2 separate regions of the Gossypium hirsutum genome follow, and region 1 is linked to region 2. The links are chromatin contacts, called in public Hi-C maps. All regions are on one chromosome and are shown on one strand. Each heading gives the region's core, a stretch centred on a gene start, on an enhancer-like site or on the middle of the called end of the contact. The rest is flanking DNA. Distances are from core to core; before and after follow the strand shown.

Region 1 (3,213 bases), core at 623-3,122, 130 kb after region 2:
ACATTATTTAAATACATATTTGTTACTTTATAATATCATGTCTAAAATGGACATTTTATTCTTCAAAAGTATTTTTTGACAGAAATACCAAACACTCAAAATTTTCAAAAGCACTTCTCAAAAGTACTTTTCCACAGCACATTTTAAAAGCAATGAAAAACTGGCCCTTAGCATTCTTCAGCTATGTTGTGGGCTTTTATACGGGGAGACAAGATTGCTTACGTGTTTAGGGACTACTGACAATGAGATTATATCCGATTCTCTTACAGTAATAATGATGTGACGTCTTATGATAGTTAAATAATCAATGACTCTGAATCTCCATGTGCATGTATGCTTAGTAGAGGAATGATGCGACATGAGGTTCATTAGATTCAAATTCATTGATGATAAAATGTGAAAGGTTCACTAGACACGTAATTCGTCAATTTATATAAGTTTGCGGGACACATGCAACATCAGTAGGAGTATGGGGCATAGATATAACAAATAATATTATAAATAGACACAACCCAAATCTCATGGCACCTTTACTTGAATAATAACTATTCATATAGTCATTTCATTTCTTAGGTAATTCTAGGTGATGTGAGGACCAACTTTTTAACAACTCGCTGACAAACGATAACATCTAGTAATGTGTTAAATATTCAAATTTTAATTTAATATTTAAAGTTATATATAAAATTTTAATTTTTTTTTATTTTTATAAATTACTAACAATATGATTAATGTAATATTATTTTATGTTTGATGTTGCATATATAAACACAAATAAAAATTTAATATGAAAACAAATAGCTGTATTTTTGTACTTGTGTATAATTAAATCAAAATTAATGTTCATGTATCAAATTTCACATTAAACTAAAATTTGTGTATAATTTTGATATTTATCCCTAAAAATATAAAAAAAATTTGTATTTTTCATATCCGTTTTATGGTCCATGTTTGGAATTCGTAACTGCCCCTCCTAACAGTATCATCTCCAAAGTTTAAATCTGTATCTTTTCTTTGAAAGTACAATATGTCTTACTATTACACCCGAATAAAAATAAAAATATTTACTTCTTCTTTTTATAATAATAATAATAATATCATGTTATTAGAAGGCAATCCATTTAACATTTCTATTGTCAAATATAGCCTATTAATGAGAGATATATTGGCTCTTGATCCGGTGAGATATATTGGTTAATTTGTTCTTGTAGCATAAATTCTCTATTTAATCAAAGGCTACTAGTATATAATCAAATCAATCAGAAGTAATCAATTAACATAGTTTAATTAATTTAATTTTTAAATGAAATTCAAATAAAAATAAAATTTATTTATTAGATGACACATGATGAAATTTTAAAAGTGTATTCAAATATAAGAAATCAATTATTTGGGCCAATGCATCATTTATGTATAATTTTTTTACAATACTTGTTCATGTTGAATATATATTTTTTAAAATTATATTTAATATATATTTGTTAGTATAATAATTTATTTGGTTCTTTAATTTTAGAAAATAATTATTTTAATATTTTATTATATCACCTCAAATTGAATAAAAAATTTAACGTCTATTAATTTTATTGACATGACATCCATGTAGTAATTTGCATTAGCAATTAATTAATTTTTTAAAATTTAAAAAAAATAATTAATTACTTAGATGATATTCACGTGACAATCCACGTATATATCACGTTAATAAAATTAATATATATTAGTTTTTACCTCAAATTTTAAACTTAAAAAAATAAAAAAAATTAAACAAAAAAGTTAAAATAATATTTTAAATATTATGGTATGATATTACCCAACAAACCCGTTAACCGCTGTAAAAGGAGACAAAATTAGAGACAGAAGCAGGAAAAAGAGACATATACTTAATTCCCTTCTCTCCACTTCCCTAAATTTCCCCCAAAAACTAAAATCGACCAATCAGTGGTGTGCTGACAGTGAAGAACAAGTAAATGGATTGGCCGCACACCTCCTTCTTCCTCCCTTTCCATGGGGGAAAATTCCAAAATCAAACATGCCCCCCGTGACTCTTTCTTCTCGTGAATTCACCAAAACCCCTCCACCATCTCTTGGATTTATAAATACCCCCATTCCCACCCACTATTAAACCATGCCCTCATCTCCACCACAACCACCCCACCCAAATCATAATATACCTTCCAAAAACCCGCTCCGGAAACCCGCTTGTCGCCTTCTGCTCATCTCAATGTCTGCTTTTCTTCTCCTTTCTCTTCTTTCTCTCGCTCTTTTCTTCACCCTCTCTTCTTCCCATCGCCACCATCTCCAACAACACCCACCTCAAAATACTTCTCAAATCCGCCTCGCCTGCCACTCCACTCGTTTTCCTCAACCTTGTGAATCCTCTCTAACACTCCCTCCCAACCCCACTTCCCTCCAAATCATCCTCTCCGCCATTTCTGTCTCTTCCCACAACCTCAAAACCGGACAATCCATGGTGAAATCCATCCTCGAATCCTCCAAAGGCAACCTTAACCGCACCAACGCCGCTTCCATCTGTGATGAAATCCTTTCCAACTCTGATTACCGCATCAACTCGACCGTCGACGCGTTATCACGTGGCAAGATCAAGGACGCACGTGCATGGATGAGCGCCGCCCTTTGCTACCAATACGATTGCTGGGGCGCCCTCAAGTACGCAAATGACACCCAATTGGTCAACCAAACCATGGCGTTCTTGGACTCTTTGACGCAGCACACCAGCAACGCGTTAAGCATGATGGCCGCTTACGATAATTACGGGGACAACATCAATTCGTGGGCCCCACCCAAAACGGAACGGGACGGGTTCTACGAGAAAGGGTCGGGCGGAACGGAACTGGTGTTCGACGGGGGTTTCCCGACGGGATTAAAGTCGGACGTAACGGTGTGCAAAGACGGGAGCGGAGGGTGTTACAAGACGGTGCAAGAGGCGGTGAACGCGGCGCCGGATAATGCAGAAGCGGGGCGACGGTTCGTGATAGAGATAAAGGAAGGGGTGTACGAGGAAACGGTGAGGGTTCCGTTGGCGAAGAAAAATGTGGTGTTCTTGGGGGAGGGGAGGGGTAAAACCGTTATTACAGGTTCTCTAAATGTGGGGCAGCCTGGAATGACCACTTACGAGTCTGCGACAGTCGGTGAGTAACCCCACCCTCTTATTTTAACTTTTTTCGATAAAACATCAGAATTCGGTGATTC
Region 2 (3,497 bases), core at 774-3,273:
ATAACTTGCTTGCAGTAACATTTTCATTCATTACTTATTATTTCCATTCCATCTTCCAGTACTCCCAGGATGAACCTCACAAAGTTATGATAACTTCTAAAGATTCCAAACTCCGAATACTCGATGGGGTTGATACTGTTCGTAAATTTAAAGGTAACATTTTGTATTCTGACCCGGAATTGGGTTTGTTCATTTGGTGCTTGCTCTGTTCTTCAGTCTGCACTTTGAATTTGATGGCAATGATAGTTCTTTTAGTTGATTGCTTGCTGCCTGCCTTTCCTTGATTCGAAAACATATCCAAAGTTGCATTATTACGAAAAGGTTCAAAACTTCAGTCATTAAGTTGTAATTTTCATAGTCTAATATTTTGCTTGAATATTGCAGGACTCCCCAAGTCCAGAAGTCAGATGTCAGCATCTTTTACGTCCACTGGGAGACATATAATCTCAGTTGGAGAAGACTGTCGTGTTTATGTTTGGAACTACGATGACATTTGCCCTCGAACATCGAAACATACAAAATCTGTTTCTTCTTGCGAACACTTCTTCTGTGAAGATGTGTCTGTAGCAATACCTTGGTTAGGCCAAGGTTCAGATCAGCGGCACTCGGATCGGTCACTGAGAGGGGATCAGATAGAGGGCACTTCTTGGATCAGAGATTCGCAACGATTCTCACTTGGAAACTGGTTCTCCATAGATGGCTCCTGCAAGGGTTCTGCAACATGGCCTGAAGAAAAACTTATGTTGTGGGAAATAACAGTTGCAGAAGACGAGTATTATTCGTATGAACAACAACAGCTCTGTCACAACTACGGCGACTATCACGCAACCTTGCCAGAAACATGGGGCCTCGTGATTGTTGCAGGCGGACGGAACGGAAGAATCAAGACATTCCACAACTATGGATTGCCTGTTAGTCTATAGGATTTTTTTTGTTGCAAGGGGTCGACTTGAAAGAACTCTCATTTGTGAATTTTTTTCTAGGTTGAAGATATTCAACCCATTGGCCACCAGATTTCAGTTAAAATTAGAATTAAAATTCAAATACAAGCTAAATTAAAATTGCATCTTTTTACATAAAAAAATAAACTCTTACAACAAATTCATCATTTCTTTTTATAAAGTTAGCATATTATTACAATTGAAGAAGCCACTAAATCTAACAATACAATCTCCAAATATAGAAACCCAAAATTTGATTTGGAAAATTTAAATAAATTTTGGTTAAAGTTTCCAAATTTGAGTAAAAAAATCAGAAGAAAGAGTTGGAGAAGAAATTAAAGACTCGGAAAGCAATATAGAAGAGGGGCTTGCCATTAACCCACTCCCGTAAAACATCGGGCTCCAGTCATTCAAAACCGTCATCATTCGAGCTTCCGACGCCGGCGAAAAGATCGTTCCCGTTTCTACAGCCGGCAACGCTTCCGGCGCAGGCGAAAGTATCCCTGGTGGAATCCGAATCAAACTCTCTTCCATCCCACCTTCCCCGAACACCCCCACTTCTACTACTCTCTCTCTTGGGGTCAGACTTGCCTTCTCCGTCACTGCCATCCTAGCCGCCGGCGATATTGCGCCACCGCTAGAGAAGCTTTCGGATGAAAGCCCGGTGTATCGTTGTACTACTGACATGAAGTCGGATTGTTCAGCGTGGATGACTTTGGGTGAGACAGCGTAGATGACTACAGGCTCGCGACGGTGTTGGACAGCGGGAGGGGCAGCGGCGCGAGGTGGCGGGTGAGGTGGTTTTTTAACTTTATGGGAGTCTTTGCTGAGTCTGAGTGGGTTGGGGCGTGGACCTTGGATTTGTAACTGGCGCTTGGGAAAGTGAAGGTCCATGATTGAGGATGGGCAGTAAAGAAAGGTTTCGAGAGACGAAGATCAGAGAATGATGAGCAATTTTTATTTAGTTGGTAATGATATGATAAGAGGCTTTGAGGCACATTATTTTGACTTTTGACCAAAAGAATTGACTAGTCAATGCAAATATTAGTATTACTTCCTTTTTTTTCCTTTTTGAAATTTATCTCCAACTTATAAATTTAGGGGTGGGCAGATTGTTTTAGTTGTTTTGGGCTGCAAGAGTTTGGATTTAATACTCAAATTGTAATGTTTGATGATAAAAGTTTATAAGAGCTTGTTGAGCTAAAACCTTCAAAATAAAAAACGTTGGAATGAATAACTTTTTTCTATGGCCGATTGGAAGTGAGATATGTGGAATGATATATCTAATCATACTTGCTAAAAAATTACTCTTTGCCATATACTCAAACCTAATAGAGTGCCAATATATCAGTAGCATTTATTCTCCCATTTTCATTTCACCTCTAAAGTCCAAAGTAAATCTCAAAAAAAAAAACCCTCCATGTGAATCTACAAAAAAACACTCCACCATGAATCAACAAAAATCAATATTGCTACGAGAAATTTTCAGTTGAGCCCATTCATCCTTGAATATTTATGTATCTTAATTTATTTTTAATTTACTTGTGTAAAATAATTTCTTATGCAATTTTATATTAATTGAAATATACTACTTGACAAATTTATTTAGAGTGTGACATAATTATCACTAATTTGTATACTAAGAACATGATATAATTATATATAATTTACAATTATACAATTTCCACAAGGCTAATATTTGCAAATAAGGAACTTAAGAACTTTGTTTATTTAAATTTCTAAAATATCCACTACTTAATTTTCATAATGGATGTTTTCATTTCTTGGTAATAGTGTTTCATTTCAATAATTTCACCCAATAAAAATTAAAGTATTATAAACAAATAAATACTTAAAGAATAAAATGTGGCATATCCTTATTTGTTATTTTACGCATCAGCTTTTAGCTATCAACTAAGTTTTACTAAACACTTTCAACTAAACAATTAATAGAATCAGTTGGTCAAACCAACTACTACAATCAATAATCAGCTATCAACTATCAACCAATTGCCAAATAGGGTATATATTGATATCATTATTGATAAAATTTGTATTTTTTTCCATTCATTTTTCCTCTCATTAATATAAACTTACTTTTATATATATATATATAATTAATATAAGCACACTTCCTATAACATAATTAATGTAAAAACGTTTTATTAATATTTATTTACAAATCTTTCATTTTTTTGTTTAATTTAATAATGACATGTCATCAGGGGTAAAACTAGGGGAGGTTAACAAGAGCCCCACCCCCTAAAATGAAAAAATTTTCTATTTAAGCCCTTTGAAATTTTTAAAATTTTAAATTAATAAAGGTAAAATTGCACTTTGACCCCCTAAAAATGATAAAAGTTTGATTTAATCCTTCAAAAATTATAAAGATAAAGGCTATTAAAATGGTGAAATTGCATTTTTACTATTGTAAAAATTACAATTTAATTTCGCCCCCTAAAAAAATTTTCTGGCTTTCCTCCTGCATGTCTTATTATTAGTTACGGATGATGCTTGAGACTTATGTACTGACGATGCATCATATATTATTCTTAT

What was found. A called contact is a pair of places that touch in the nucleus more often than the background predicts.
Region 1: a contact with region 2 is called in a Hi-C map of leaf, with 2.9 times the contacts expected there. The contact joins the promoter of LOC107914466 here to the promoter of LOC107914401 in region 2. A contact is called at or near these places in 6 of 34 Hi-C or Micro-C datasets (hypocotyl, leaf and petal).

Annotation. Positions count from the first base shown.
Region 1 is chrD10:16,129,112-16,132,324 of Gossypium_hirsutum_v2.1, forward strand. It overlaps LOC107914466 (probable pectinesterase/pectinesterase inhibitor 51), which reads left to right and starts at 1,873. Exons shown (of 2, transcript XM_016843388.2): 1 at 1,873-3,152. The coding sequence starts at 2,129.
Region 2 is chrD10:15,995,211-15,998,707 of Gossypium_hirsutum_v2.1, forward strand. It overlaps LOC107914401 (protein MKS1), which reads right to left and starts at 2,024. Exons shown (of 1, transcript XM_016843309.2): 1 at 1,052-2,024. The coding sequence starts at 1,835. The coding sequence ends at 1,224. LOC107914400 (protein tipD) reads left to right here. Exons shown (of 9, transcript XM_041102112.1): 8 at 60-153; 9 at 385-1,074. The coding sequence ends at 923.